2 separate regions of the Gossypium hirsutum genome follow, and region 2 is linked to region 1. The links are chromatin contacts, called in public Hi-C maps. All regions are on one chromosome and are shown on one strand. Each heading gives the region's core, a stretch centred on a gene start, on an enhancer-like site or on the middle of the called end of the contact. The rest is flanking DNA. Distances are from core to core; before and after follow the strand shown.

Region 1 (2,681 bases), core at 59-2,558:
AACTGAAGTAGAGTGAGGTGATAATGTCATGCTAAATGCACGATTTGGATCCCATTTTCCTGTTGATATTCATGCACTCTTTGCAAATAAGGGCACTACCAGACCAACCATAGTAATGTCATTTCATGTTTTAGAAAAACTACTTGCATCCATGAATAGAAACACTTTGGCGCAAACCATGTTTATTAGTAATATTTCTACATCGCATTCTCACAAGCAATCTATCTACTGACAAATTTTGGCATTATGCAATAGTATTCCTCTGAAACAACAACAACAGGAGGATAATCTTATGAATATCCTAACTTTATAAACATAATGCAAGAATCGTATAACTTTTTTTTAATACAACCAACTTATATTGCAATGAATCCACGCTTTAACACAGTAAACCCAGAATTTGAAGACTAGAACAGTGGCAGTGCCATACATCCAAAAGACTAAGAAGGACGCGTAAATAAGCTCAGCAACTCTAATAATTAAAACAAGGAAATAGAAGGGGCGAGAAATATAAAAGAAAAAAAAGGCATTATTTTCTAGCTACTAGAAAAACAAAGAAGACTTGAAGTTGACAGCAAATACGAACAGAAGAAAAGTCGAATTGAGACCACAAGTAAAACCAATTCCTGAAACAAGTATGAAAAAGACCCAATCTTTATTTTATTCCTTTTCTTAAAAACCAATGAAGGAGAAAAGAAAAGGCAAGTACCTCAATAGCGTTCTTCAAAAGAAGGTCATCTTCAGGTATCCAAGTGGAAAGGACTGGAGCCAAAGCCCCCATCTATTTTGGAGCACAACCAAGCAAGAAGGAGCCGCCTTTCAACCCCTCCCCCCTTTTCTTTATATTCGTTTTACAACTTTGTCTTCCCACGATTTCTGTCTGGCGAAGCGTCGGTTTGGGTCTCTCCAAGTGTGTGAACCATGAAAACGAAAAACAAAAGAACAAAAAAGAGTGTGTGGGAGGGAATTTTAAGAGGAAACCTAGAACTAAAAACTGAAAGCAGGGGGATGGTGGGGTTGTACTGTCGAAAGTGGGGGACAAATTAGATTTGATGATTTCACGGATTTTCAATCAAATCGGAGTGTGGTAATGCCAACCAAAAGTTAACTACAAATAAAAGCCCCCCCTGTTTCTTTCTTTTGGGGTAGAACTTGGCTTCTTTACCCTTCACTAACCCTTTCTCTCGCTATCTCACGGTAATTCTTCAGGTGACTGCACCCGTATTGGCTGTTGGTTGCGGCGCCGCGTAATCGGTTTTGACCGTTGACTAAACTGTCTATCACCTACCTTCAAAGTGGTATAGATTTTGATTACGGTAAATTTTAGGTTTTTTTAATTTATTTTAGATTTAACTTAGTTTAGGGCATACATCATTTTTAACTATAACAATAATTACATTGATTGAAATTACTTCATTTATGTTTGATATCAAAGTGTATATATATTGATAATCAATGATAATGATTTATCGTTTCAAGTGTAATCTGAGTTCGACTCATACTAATCATGTTATTATTAGAGTTTTGACTCTCCTTTTGTAATTCACCAAAGAAATAACAAATCTTGAGACTACGTTTCAAGAGTCTAGTAAAATTTTTAAAGTTTAATGAGAATTTTTTAAAAAAATTGGGGTTTAATTTTTTTTTATGAATTTTAAAAAAAATTAAAAGAACTTATTTAAAATTTTAAAAAAATAATAAAAAATATAATGAGAATTTTAAAAAATTTGAGGTAGTCTAATTGAATTTTTCTAAAAACTTCAAGGAAAAATGAAATTTTTCAAAAATTTTGAGAGACTCTAATTAATATTTTTTTTATTTCAAGGAAAGTGGTAGCGTATGATATATAGACATGCGAGTTTGAACTTGCATTGTATAAAAAAAATTGTCTACATCATTTGGATTTTAAGTGATCAACTTATTTTAGATTTGAGTCATTCAAATTTAATATTGAGATTATTTGGGTTTAATATTTGAGTTATTTGGGTTAAATAATTTTTTTCAAATTATTTCGAATTTAATCATTCAATTTTAACAGTCAAATCATTTAGGTTCAGTCATTTTAAATTCAAGTTATTCATATTTGTTATTGAGACTTTTATTATTATTATTATTAAGTTAATTTCTTAATTTTAAAATAAAATTAGTTAATAATTATTAACAAAAATGTTGTTAATTATTAACACACCCTTTATTATAATTTTTTAAAAGAAAGAATCATATAATTACATAGAAGGCAATAATATAAAAATTATAAGCAATACTATAAAAATTAAAATAAATTAATAGAATAAGAAACTTCATATATATAAAAGGAAAGGACTATAATCATATAGAACTAATATGACTCTCCACCACGGTTGGGTCAATTAATTTTTAACTAATTGATAGTAAGATAAATTCGTATTTTTAATATATTTATTTTTAGTTAATTATCGGATAAAATATTATTAAATTTGAGTTTTTCTTATCAGGATTGAAGTGGGTGTGTTGAATTCAAACTTTTACAAGAATGGGCTAAATTGGAACAAGAAAAGCAAAGAGGAGGACTTGATTGAAAGATTGAAGATTTAAATATGGTTGGATAAAGATTGAAGGGTTGAAGATTTAAAAAAGTGACTGGATAAAAATTAAAAGATTTTTTTATTTTTAATACTCTGTAATTAATTAAAATTTAATCT
Region 2 (2,681 bases), core at 68-2,567, 270 kb before region 1:
CGTAATCAATCATTACAGAATCATAAGGCTTCTTCTAGAAAGCAAGGTGATAAACCAATTATATGGAAACAGGGAAATAAAAATTTTCACACCTGCTGCCTAAAGAAAGGTGATAAGCCTTTGTACAGAAAGAGGGAAATAACTAATCACTCCTACTGCTTTAATAACCAGAGAATGCATGAAATGTTAGCATACCTTCTGGACAACTAGCTTATATTCTATTAGTTCATTGTAACTATGTTGCAACTTCTCATGATTTGCATTCATCTCCATCAATTCAGCTTCAAGCTCTCCAAGTTTCACCTACAAAGACCACATATAAAGTTGTGTTTCCATATAATAAATAAAACTGTTAAAATAGAAAGTATCCATTATTACCTCTAAGTTATCTAAATCAACATCATCACTAATTGCAGATCTAGTCGAGGGTGATAAACCAGCCTTCACCATCTGTTCCTTGAAGAAACGTAGCTTGCGTGCCATTTCCCCGCATCTCTTGATCTGCATGACAGAAAAACATATTCAAGTATAATAAAATTCCTAAAATTAACTAAAAATTAGCATAAATCTCCAAGCATTTAGAAGATTTATAAGATCATTATGAATTTATATCTAGGTAGAGTTTCTTATCTAAAATTCCACTAATTTCAGCAAAATTATCTTTTAATTTCAAATGTGTGCATTCTTTGAGAATGAAGATTTCAAATCAGGATTCAAAACTGCCATTTGAGGGCAGAATCTCATGAAAATAAATTAAAATTGTAAAATATAAAGGCTGACCTGTGTAGCATACGTTCTCTGGAAAGGGCTCTTCTCTGAATTAAGCTGCAAGAAACAATATTTTTAAAAGAAAATAGGCGAACGTAAAACATATTAAATCTAAAGATTTTCAACGATAATTAAAAATTCGAAAAAGAAAATCAAGAAATTGGAAGAAACTAACGTCTTTGAATTGAAAGAAGCCGAGATCACCGAGATAAGAAATGGAACGATGAGCTGACTCAATCGGGATTATGAGTTGCACCAACTGCATTGGCTCCGATCGCAGCAGATCCATCGTCGGACGATGCGTTCCCCCTCCCATTATTATAAAAATCTAAAGAATTCTTTAAAAGTACAATTAATATTAGTTATAAAAAATTAAATCTACATAAAAATGCGTAATTAATGTACAAGGAATTTCGTAGCCGGAGAAAATTCGCCGGAGATCGATCCTCTGGCGCCTCACGACTACTGGTGAATGGGGATGTTCGGCTGGTTTGTTCGTTTCTCTTTTTTATTCTTTCCCGTTTATAATGTTTCCGTTCTTCCGTGATTTTCACGCGCTGGTTTTTTTTTTGAGTGGACGTTAAGGAAAATTGAAAGTGGCTATACGGCGACGTTTTAATGAGACCTCTTCTATTCCATGTTTAAAACGCGGTCTCTAGTCAGTTGTCATATCCAACGGTGGTCCACAAAAAGTAAAGATGTATGTCAACTGGCCCTCCTCTTTTTTTTTTTTTTTGAAAGGTAACCGGCCCTCCTCTAATTTTAAGGCCTTTGGTATAAATTTGTAGGCTTACTAGTAAAAATAACTCAAAAATATAAAAAAAAAAGTAAATGAAGCTCTCAACAAAATTTAACAATTAATTGAGGTTATAAAGATAAAAAGTTAATCAACCAAGTATTTTTGTTAATATTGATCAAATTTGATTGTTAAGTTTTATTGACGTGGTTGACAGACCAATTGAACGGTGGCCACGTCTACATCATACTAACATGATAAAATGCCACATTAGCAAATATTAAAAAAATAATTAATTTCTAAAATTAATTTTAAAAATATTTTTTGGCCTTAGCCTACTAATATATTGATATATGAGTTCAAATATGAACTTAGATACATTATGCAAATATTAAATTTCTTTCTTAACTCTTCTATTAAGGTCATGAATATACTTAAATCATGTCCCTCCCAAACACACCAAGTGCCAAGCCACCAAACACACCAAGAGAGCACCAAAATGCTAAGCCCAAAGGTGACATATAGTGCATGTTATAAGAGCAAGCCCGAAGACACAAAACTTTGGATACAAATTTCCAGATATTGAATTCTAGGTACACATAATTCCCTATTGGCACGACAGTTGTATCCTAATTATTTCTCTAAGTTTACTAGGGCACTTAAAATCATAAATAGAATAATTTACTCAAGGTTATTAGCATATTAAGTTTATCAAACAAAAACATAATCAAAGTTAAAAAATTCAAAGGTTGTTTAGACCATTCGTATCTAAACACACATATTGGCACCCTGAGCGCCTAATACATGCATATTTCTTAAAGATCATCTCAGGCCTTAATTTCACATTTAAGATTCTCATTGTTTCCACAAAGGATCATTTCTTTTATTTACTAACATTTTACAGCAAAGATCCGAAAAGAGTTATTTTGGCTAAACATAAATTAAATTTCCAATTTCATGAGTACACATGTATTCATTAACTTACATATAGTATAACACCCCTCACCCGAAGTGAACTATTACATCATGAGCAAGGGATGTCATATTTGGACTCTAAGACTACTCAACTTGATCATCAATTTTTAAAACTTTGTTTTAACATAATTAGACTCTTTTGGTGTTATTCAAGTAATTTCTAGGCTTTCTTTAAAGTTTGGTTACAAACGGGGCCCAATTA

What was found. A called contact is a pair of places that touch in the nucleus more often than the background predicts.
Region 2: a contact with region 1 is called in a Hi-C map of leaf, with 2.6 times the contacts expected there. The contact joins the promoter of LOC107922140 here to the promoter of LOC107922463 in region 1. A contact is called at or near these places in 2 of 34 Hi-C or Micro-C datasets (callus and leaf).

The regions. Positions count from the first base shown.
Region 1 is chrD01:18,358,891-18,361,571 of Gossypium_hirsutum_v2.1, reverse strand. LOC107922463 reads right to left here and starts at 1,308. Exons shown (of 7, transcript XM_016852511.2): 1 at 710-1,308. The coding sequence starts at 781.
Region 2 is chrD01:18,626,313-18,628,993 of Gossypium_hirsutum_v2.1, reverse strand. It overlaps LOC107922140 (V-type proton ATPase subunit a3), which reads right to left and starts at 1,317. Exons shown (of 18, transcript XM_016852006.2): 1 at 944-1,317; 2 at 781-825; 3 at 379-501; 4 at 196-303. The coding sequence starts at 1,084.